Regions from separate parts of the Hordeum vulgare genome. Here all the other regions are linked to region 2. A link is a contact called in public Hi-C data. All regions are on one chromosome and are shown on one strand. The core of a region is the stretch at or near the end of the contact, and the rest is flanking DNA. Distances in the headings are between cores, read along the strand shown.

The links. A called contact is a pair of places that touch in the nucleus more often than the background predicts.
Region 1: a contact with region 2 is called in a Hi-C map of leaf, with 5 times the contacts expected there. The contact joins the promoter of LOC123429881 here to the promoter of LOC123425739 in region 2. A contact is called at or near these places in 3 of 6 Hi-C or Micro-C datasets (leaf and seedling) and 1 of 1 datasets of contacts at active chromatin or transcription factors (embryo).
Region 3: a contact with region 2 is called in a Hi-C map of leaf, with 6 times the contacts expected there. The contact joins the enhancer-like site here to the promoter of LOC123425739 in region 2. A contact is called at or near these places in 4 of 6 Hi-C or Micro-C datasets (leaf and seedling) and 1 of 1 datasets of contacts at active chromatin or transcription factors (embryo).

The regions. Positions count from the first base shown.
Region 1 is chr2H:178,939,127-178,942,547 of MorexV3_pseudomolecules_assembly, reverse strand. It overlaps LOC123429881, which reads left to right and starts at 1,698. Exons shown (of 1, transcript XM_045113856.1): 1 at 1,698-2,718. The coding sequence starts at 1,889. The coding sequence ends at 2,542.
Region 2 is chr2H:178,631,190-178,634,430 of MorexV3_pseudomolecules_assembly, reverse strand. LOC123425739 reads right to left here and starts at 1,972. Exons shown (of 5, transcript XM_045109450.1): 1 at 1,564-1,972; 2 at 601-664. The coding sequence starts at 1,841.
Region 3 is chr2H:179,044,274-179,047,532 of MorexV3_pseudomolecules_assembly, reverse strand. No RefSeq gene overlaps it. Among protein-coding and RNA genes, the nearest start is that of LOC123429881, 110 kb to the right of the region's middle. Within about 2 kb of position 1,477, at least 3 of the 3 cell types and tissues checked have open chromatin away from gene starts, as enhancers often do. A contact at or near this core is called in leaf and seedling, where this site is marked.

The sequences.
Region 1 (3,421 bases), core at 449-2,948, 310 kb before region 2:
TTCCCCTCTTATGGACATCATTTTTGGAGCAGGGACTAGACGGAGGGACCAGCGGTGGTGTGATGGAGGTGGTGCGACTAGCTTGGAGTCAACTGTGGTTGTTCGGTGGTGTTCACTGGGGCTCGGCAGTGGTGCCTTTGGCACCGTAGTGCGGCCATATCTTTCCCCCTCGTGAGCTCGACCATCCCTTGGTGTGGTTACGATTCTTCCTTTTAAAGCCGGGTTAGCGAGATGTGCTCCTCTGCGGACCACTTTGTTCCCGTACGTCACCTCTCTCCTTGCGGGTGTTGTTGGATGGCGACCAGACGAGCAACGTTCAAGGCTCTCCTTGCTTAGTTAGATGAAGATGAAAATTGAGCTCCCTTTGTGTTGGTTGTGCTGGTTGTGTTTTCTTCATGTCTTTCTCTTCGGTTGCCTTTTAGGTCACATTCGTACTTTCTCAAGAAGCTACCATGGTTGCCATTGTGCTGCGGCGAGCTTCGGGCTCTTGGTGTGGTCTTGGTTCACCTTTGCCCAATGACGAAGCAATGATGCCTCCCCAACCTGCTAATCATATCGATCGCCCCGTGACGAATATCCCAGTCAATGTTCGTGTTTAGTTTGGCATCCGTTGGTTATGGTTTATCCTCTGTTGTGTCGTGGGGCTCGATACACACGTCGGTGTGGTGCGTTAGGTTGTTTGCAGAGTTTTGATATTGTGATCTTTCGACAATATCCCACATCTACTTGTGTCTCCCGTGATGACGGTCTTTCTGCATGCAGTTAGGTCATGCCTTTTCCTAGGTGGTAATTTTTTTTTCATATTTTTGTTACATGTACGATTTCGATCCAGTGACGAAGCCAGCAATCTGGCAAGGATTGGGTGCTGCCACACCTAACAAATGCCATGTATACTAGGTTTATGCATTACTTAATTGAAGATTTAAGCCAAGCTAAGTACCTCTGCCACACCAATAAAAAGTTTATGCATCCGCTACTGTTTCGACCCGGTTTCCTTCATAAATGGGGTCAGCTTGTTTAGGTTTTCAATCCGGTTTCCTTTATAATTTAGATCAGCCAAATCTTAAGAGATGGCCCTTGGCTTTGGCAGCTTTTTAACAATATATTCAGGTGGGGATCTTCTTCCCCCTTGTGATCGTTCGAATAAAAATCAAAGCAGCTCACGAGATCATTGTTTAGCATCACCCAAACAATAAACTCCATCCTGAATACAATACAACACACAGTCCCCCTCAAACACAACACGAAGATCCTTGCTCATGTACGCGGCCTAATGATTCGCAAACAAAATCACGGGAACAAATCATGTAGTAGTACACACCACACAACCTCAGTCACTGAAACTAATTAATTATTGATCAAGAAATCGCAACGTGCTAAACGCAGAACCGAGTAGCGAGCACGTAGGCCGAACCGGTAGGGCCCCCGCTGGGATCCGATTCCAGCCCGGCCGGGACCAGCAGAGCCCGTCCCGGTCAACCAACCCCGGCAACGCGCCCGGCCCAAACAAAAGCCTCGCCCCACACGGGGAGCCGCGACCGACGCGTCCAAAGTAGAGCGGCCCCAAACTGAACCCCGCGGACGCGAACCGCCTCCCCGCGCACGCATCTCGCGTCGCCTTCCCCCCTTCGCCTTCGCCTTCCGTCCGTTTCCCACTCGCACTACACCAACCAACCAACCACGAGCGCCTGCGCCCGCGCCTGCGCCCGTGCCCCCACACACACTAGCACCAGTAGCACTCACGCAGCCGTATAAGTAGCACGCTCGGAGACGAGGCGAGACGGACACGGAGCATCAGAACCGACACCCGACGCGACAAGCCAGGCGACACCCGAGCGGCACCCTCCTGCGCCGCTCCACATATCCATCCATCCATCCGTACCATACCATGAAGTTCGCGTGCTTCGGTGGGGCCGCGGCCGTCGCCGACGAGGCGGTGGCTGCGAGGACTCACCACCGGACTCCACGCCGCCGGTGTCGGTTCTTCCTCGGCAGCAAGGCCGAGAAGTCGAAGTCGCAGTCGCCGTCGACGGTGACGAAGAGGATCGCGTCGCCGGGCAGCCGGGAAGCGGACTTGGGTTTATACGACATGATCGCTGCCAGCGCGGGCAAGTCGTCGTCTGTGCCGTCCTCGTCGGCGCTCAGCACCCCGGCGTCCCTGGACTCGGCCTACGCGTCGTCCTCACCCTCCTGCTCCTCCTCCCGGTCGTCCTCCTCTTCCTCGTCGTGCTTGGATGTGACGACCACGCCGGCGAGGAAGCAGACGGAGGAGAGAAGGTCGCCCGCGGTCGGCGTGGCGGCGGTGCTGGTGTGCCTCTTGATGATGATGTTCTGCGGCCGGCTTGGGGCCACGCTGCTTACAACGGCGGTGCTCTGCTTTTTCCCGCGAACATGGCCGCCTGCCAGGGCCAAGAAGGCGGCCGAGAGCCCTCTGTTGGAGCCGTCATCGCCGGAGAACGGCGCGGCGTCGAGGAGACAAGTGGGGACGACGAAGACGAAGGCGGTTATGGATGGGTTCCTTGTGAGGAACCGCAAGAAGTGATCCATCTTCCAACTTCTCCTTAGTTTTTTCTTTTACCACTTTTTTGTCCGAGAGTCTATGTAATTATAAGATTCGGATTAAAACTTACACTAACAAATGCTTGCAGAATGATATCCTATTGTTTTAGCAAATACTTCGTCAAAAATAAAATACTAGTCTCAAATGTGAGTTCATAATGTATGGCATGGTGGATATGGGGAAAGAGGAAAGTGCCGGTCACACGTACTGTTCTCGCAGAAAACCATCTATTGCGGGCGGCAACTGATTCCATCATGCAGCCTGCATGCGTAGCTAGTGGAAACCAAAGCTTTGCCATGGTGCGAGTAGTTTTGTACTCGCGGACGAGTAACTTTTAGATATCTTGCAAGTAGTTTTGTAGTTTTGTAGCTTTGCCATGGTGCGAGTAGTTTTGTACTCGCGGATGGGTCATGGTTTTTTTTTTGGCTTGTACTCCGTCCGTCTCGGTTTACAAGGAATACCTGTAATTTTAGATTATTGATTTGACTAACTAAATAAGCATTGTATGTCATAATAATTTTATTATTAGATTTTTAAGCGGTGTAGTTTCCAAACATATATTTTTCATCACATATAATACATATTTAACAAGTTAAATGTCAACTTAAAACTACGTGCACTGAGAAGGAGGGAGTAGTCTTCTTCTTTTGAGCAGGGCTTCTAGTCTTTGTGCTTCTCTTTTTCGTGCATTGCCAATTATGAAGTGTAAAGTTTAACATTTGGGTAAAGTAGAAATTTCAGATCTCATCAAAATATCTGAAATTTCAATTCTTTTGGCCATTTGAATATTGTTGAGATTATTAAAAGATCTAGATCGATTATAAAAGTCTATAAGAAGTACTTCCTCTGTAAACTGATATA
Region 2 (3,241 bases), core at 723-3,222:
TATACTTGTGAGAGGGTCGACTTTTAATTTGTTTAACTTGCCAATGTGAACAGGGCAGGATGGCCTTCCTGTTGACCATGTCTAAGCCCAAAAGAATACATAACTATCCAAGCAAATCCTGTTCACATTGGCAAGTCAAACATCCTATGCATTATCTTCTCTGTTGTATAAACTAGTCAGAAGACAGCTTTGCTAATTGTTGTCTAAACAACTAAAATGGAAATGGCATTCATTTCAACAAATTTAGCAAGAGACATTCTAACAAAATATTCCACAGCTCTAGCATTAGGAGGAAGTTAGAATAAATAGAGAAAAATCACATACATAATTAAGAAGTTAAGATGTTTACTTTTCAGGGCAGCTATATTCGTAATAGTCTACAGAACTCTAAAAGGGTTGACCTACAAGAAATTCTGCATTTGGTACTGGAATAAAGAGCCTACCTGAACCAAACGGTTTCCTACTTCCTACCAACGGCAGCATCTTAAACTAACCTCAACTGGTTTTGCATGCTTACCTATATTACACAGCAACGTGACCACCCTTTTGGCACAGAAAAATGACAAGCAAGAAATGGGCAAGACATGGTATTATCTGTACCTGAAGGAAGCAAGATCCGAGATTGGCTCTCCGCATGTTCTTGCCAAACCTATAGCATGGGCAACTGCAAGTAGTCGCAAGCAAACAAGAAAGTTAAAGCGAAGATCCTCAAAAGTTTAATCACAGCTGCACATTAAAATATGCTGTACAGCAGAGGAAAATGGAATCTTTTTCAAAGACAGTCGAATAGAACAAAGGCAGAAGTTCAAAAGGGGTAAGACCTCACGTTGGGGAATGTTCCCTACTAACTTATCTTAAACATGTCAATTTTTCTTTCATGACTCAAGCTAGGAAATACTTTTCAGTACTCGAATTAACCAACCTAAAATCCAAGAGAAAAACTAAACCTCGAGCAGATTCTATCACTTATCACCCATGAGTCTTCATCAGATGATCAGAGATATGAAGTATTCTTTAAGGACAGGTAGCACTAATTAGGGAGAAACCTTCGTTTGGCGTAGGAATTTCTTCTTCCACGACTCTAGCTAGAAAGAAGTGACAAAGGATGAATCCAGAAAGTCTCATCAAACTGTGGTGGACTTTCACTAGTATTACATTACAGTTAACCAAGCAATACTCCAAGACAGAAATTAATGACGGAGCTAAATAGTAAATCTTGTGTCTAATCATAAAGAAATTATGGCTAAATTAGAGAACACTGATGGCATTTCAAGCAGTATCCATTTTTTCCCCAAGGGGAAGACCCCGGCCCGTGCATCATGAGGATGCACACAGCCAAAAGAGGCAGTATTCATGCGAGACAAAATACTAGGTACTAGTAGTATTCCACATCGAGTTGGCATAAAGACAGCAGCGCAGTTTATGCCCAAATCCGCACAAAATCAATATGGAAAGATTGAGCTAAACTAGCAGTAGAATCTCCAAGCTTTCCCGTGGCAACCCACCAAAAACAGCAGGTGGTTGGACGGATGAAACGAGCGGTCAAGAGTTAGCTCCACCTACCAGGCGGCCTCGAGCGCGATTCGGCGGTCCTCCAAGCAATCAATCACCACGTCCCCCTCCCACATCCTCTGCACGCCTCCTCCGCCGGCGGCCCCTTCGGCGCCGCCCGCGCACGCCGCCGCCTCCCCCATGCCGGCGCCCTTCCTCCTCTCCGCCGACATGGCGACGGACGCGCAGAGCATGTCGAAGTCCAGCACCGCCATCGCCTCCTCCTCGTACTCCTCCTCCTCCGGGCGGCCCCTAGGCGCCGTGGACGCCTCCTCCTCCGCCGCGGCCATGGATGGACGGAGCCTCGCTCGCTCGCTCCCTCTCTCTCGCTCCCTGTCCTGAAGTTTTTGTTCCGTATGACGTTACTGCTACTCGGTCCCGTGCCGCGCCGGGTTTTTAACGTCTTATTAATAAGCGCCTCCGATTGAGAGAGGGAGAGGGAGAGGGGGGATGGCATCTTCCGATTGGGATTTTCTTTCTTTCTGGGAGTAATACGTATACCTGTTCGCACTCGCTTCGGCGGCCGATTTGCCCACGGTGAGGTGGGTCCAGCGGGGCCCGGCTGTGCGAGGGGCCCCACGCGCCAGCGGAGGATGGCGGGGAACACGTGGGTGGGTGAGTTGGTGCCGGGAGGACGAGGCGCCCGAATTGCCGGTGGTTAAATCGGGTAATTAGCCCCCGCGGCCGCTAATAATAATAACAATAACGTAACGCGCGTGGTCTGGGAGGGGAGGGGAGGGGAGTAGCCTGGCGGTGGTTGGACTTTGGATTGGGCCGCCGCGCCCGCGCCTGCTCCACAGTCCAGACTGGATGCGGGTCCGCCTGTCAGTCGGATAGAGTTTATGTCTCGTTGCGCTTATCCGGTTTTCGGAGAAAGGTCGCCGCTTCGGGGCTGCTGACGCTGCAATCATACTCTGGTTGCGTATGCAGGAACAGAAATTTGTTGGGTTGTTCCGCCAAACCAACAGAATGGCCATGCTCTTGTCTTTCGGCCCTGTTTCGATACTCTAATTTAGCTAGAGGTTAGAGTTAGTTTTTAGCTCATGACTAACGTTAGACTAACTCTAGCCAAAGAGATGTTTGGATGATAGGGTTAGATTAACAATAGTTGTACTTAATGGAGAGAGGAAAGTGATTTTTTAGTGGGTCTCATGAAAACTAGCTCCAATTAACATCTATTACCTGGTGGATAGAGAGAGAAAAGTGACTTTTTGTGGGCCCCATGAAAACTAGCTCCAATTAGCACCTCTTGGGTGGGCTAGTTTTTTGGGTGGGTTAGATGCAACTAGCTCCAATCTAACCCTCATGTTTGGATACTTTAGTGCTATTTGAGCCCCAACTAGCTCAAACTAACTCTAGTATGTGGATCCAAACAGGGCCTTCGTTTCGTTTCTTTCTCACGCGAAGGATTGTACTAGTTTTTTATTTTCTTTCCTTTCTCACGAGATCCAATGACTTGTGCACCTGACCCCTCTCCACATCCAGGGCCGGTCCTGAGATTTCGGGGGCCGGGGCGAAACTAGAACCCGAGGCCCTTTAACATAAAGTCATAAACCTAAAAAATGTTTTGTGTAACGCTTAAAATGCATTTAAAATCACATAATTTTTACATATGTACCTCAAAATTTGAGTCTAACATTCCCAGATGCAATCACAAGGATGATGGTATTGATATCAATCTTATTCAACA
Region 3 (3,259 bases), core at 228-2,727, 410 kb before region 2:
GACCAGTCGTTGTCCCATGTGTTTCTGTGTTGAACCCAATGACGGAAAACCCTATTCGCCGATCTGTGCGAAGCCGTGTCGGGGCTTCGCATAGAGCGGGAGGTGGGCAGCAGGGCCCCGGTTTTGGGAAAAGGGTTCTCACCCGATTTTTTCCGGTTCTAGGAAACTTCTACAAGGTTTCATGAATTGTTTTATTCTTTTTCATTTTTCTATATTCTTTTTTTTGTTTTTATTCAAAAAATGTTCTAGATTTTAAAAAAATGTGTTTGGATTATCATAAATGTTCTTCATTTTCAAAAATCTTTTATATTTTCCAAAAATTGTTCTCGGTTTCAAAATTTATTCTTGGTTTCAAAATTTGTTATTAAAATTCAAACAATGTTCGTGCTTTAAAAAATAGTTCATGCTTCCAAAAAAATTTGGGATTTTTTCCAAATTATTCTTCATTTAAATATTTTATTGTCAAGACTCAAAAAATGTTGGTGCTTTAAAAAAAATTGTGCTTTCAAATTTGTTCAAGAATTTTTAAAATTGTTTTCGGTTTCAAAATTCGTTCTCAAGATTCAAAAAATCTTTATGTTTTAAAAAGTATTCCATGCTTCCAAATTTGTTTAGGATTTTTCAAAATTATTCTCCGTTTCAAAATTTTATTCTCAAGATTCAAAAAATGCGAGTGCTTTTAAAATTGTTCGTGTTTCTAAAATATTTCAGGATTTTTCAAAATTGTTCTCGGTTTCAAAAGTTGTTCTCAAAATTAAAAAAATGTCCGTGATTTAAAAATTTGTTCGTGGTTTTTCAAAATTGGTCTCTGTTTCCAAATTTTGTTTTTAAGATTCAAAAAAATATCTGTGCTTTAATATTTTTTCGCTCTTTCAAATTTGTTCTTGATTTTTTAAAATTATTCTAGGTTTTAAATTTTTTTCTCAAAATTCAAAAAATGTTCGTGCTTTAAGAATTTGTTCGCGCTTTCAAATTTGTTTGTGTTTTTTCAAAAAAAATCTCCTATTCAAAATATTGTTCTGAAGATTCATTAAATGTTCGTGCTTTAAAAAACTATCTGCGCTTCCAAATTTGTTCATAATTCTGAAAAATTGTTCTCAATCTGAAAAGAAAATTCTCAAGATTCCAAAAATGTTCGTGCTTCAAAAAAAATTCACGCTTCCTAATTTATTCAGTATTTTTCAAAATTGTTCTTCAAATTTGAAAAATATTTTTGCTTAGAATACGGAAAGAAAAGGAAAAAGAAAGAAAATCTACCAAAAAAGAAAAAAGGAAATAAGCAGAAAAAAAGGAAAAGAGTAATAGAAAAAAGTATTAGATTCTTTAAAACAAAATAATTAGCTGGGCCAGCCCATTTGGGACGAGCCTCTGTGCGTTGCAGCTTGTCCCTGCCGCAACAAGCGGCAGGTAGGAGCGGGAGCTCCTAACTGGCACTGCAGGCGCCACTTTCCCTAGGTGGCGCCCATGCACCACCACCCCGTGGGCCGCTCCATATGTGCAAGCGTTTGGTGGGTTCGCTCTATTGATCACTCGTGGTGGGCTCACTTCAGTCAGTCGTTTATTAAATATGAAAAGGTGAATACTCGCAATTAATGAATTTATTTGTGAATTCAAATTTCACAGATTTTGAAGAAAAGATCTCGATTGTTTTTAAAAGTTCATCGAATTCAAAAAAAGTTCATCGGATTTGAAAAAAGTTCATCAAATCTGAAAAAAGTTCATCGGATTTGAAAAAAGTTCATTGAATTTTTAAAAAAGTTCATCATATTTAGAAAAAGTTCCCCAAATTTGTGAAAAATTTCATTGATTTTGAAAAAAGCTCACCCAATCTGAAAAAAAGTTCGTTAAAATTGAAAAGGGATTCATGAATTTTGATAAAAGTTCATAGAATATTAAAATCTATACCTAATAATAAAGCAGCTATTGCTTCCGTCGGAAAACCCACCGCGGTATAAAAAAGCCCCTGTAATTTTTGTTATTCAACCCGCGCTTCATCATTTATCTGCAACGCAAAAGGAAAAAAACGATTCGCTGCAAAAATTATACATGTACCCTGGGCCACCATGTCCTGTGCCCAGGCCGCCGCCACACCACTCGCCGCCGCGGCCGACCTCAACCGCCACCGCTGCCGATCTCAACCCACCGCCTTCTCGTCCGTACCTCTCCCCGCTCACTGCCCCCGTTGCGGCGCTCGAGCGCATCGCGTCGACCCTGGTCCACCCTGGCCTGTGCCCAGGCCGCTGCCACACCACTCGCCGCCGCGGCCGACCTCAACCACCACTGTTGTCGATCTCAACCCACCCGCCTCCGCGGCCGTACCTCCGCCCGCTTGCTGCCCCCGTTTCGACGCTCGAGCACAACTTCTGGATCAAATCAACGCGACAGCTACAGTGACTGTGTATGATGCATCTGCTCGATGCAGAACGGCGGCGGCGCGGCGAAGCGAAGTACTTGCAGGTGGAGGCGGGACTCCATGGCTCACACGGGGAACTCCGAGGTTATGGCGCGGCAACGACGACTCCTTATGGCCAGATAGAGGCGCCTATCCCTTGCTCCCGTCATCGTATCCCCTCCTCCGGCAGGAACTCATCATCTGGTGAGATGCCCTGCCCATGTCTCCAACCGTGTGCCAAGCACCGACAAGAAATTTTGTTTTGTGGGGATTTGTTTGCTGATGAATGAATGTATTTAATGTAAGATTGTATTGTTGTAGAGACAGAGAATGGAACACCACCTTCAGTTTGTCATCTGATCCACATTCTCTACCCCATGAGTGAAATAAGATAACAGTCCATTGATCAATTCATGTAGCCTCTTTGTTTTGCTTTGCTTGTCCCGCTCAATTTCTCATCATGGTGGAATTAACAATGGACGGGTTGATTTCTCAACAAAATAGGATAGGACTGACTACATTAGTTAGTTAGCTTATTATTTTAATAAATCAAAATGATTATAAAAAGATTAAAAGCGTGTGGTATTTTTTTTCTCCCGTTGCAACGCACAGGTCCTTTTGCTAGTAGTTCATCAAATTTGAAAAGAGTTCACTGATTTAAAAGAAAAGCTCGTTGGTTTTAAAAAATCGTGAAATTTAAAATTGAAAAATGGGCCGAAACAAAAAGGTTCACGGTTTTGTTAAAAAGGCGCATTAAAAAACAAAAAAAATGATAAAAAAGAAGAAGGAAAAAACAAACTAACACATATAGTAAAATGTTGGGTTGAAATATAAATTACTATATGGGGCGGGGTAGAGACGATGAAG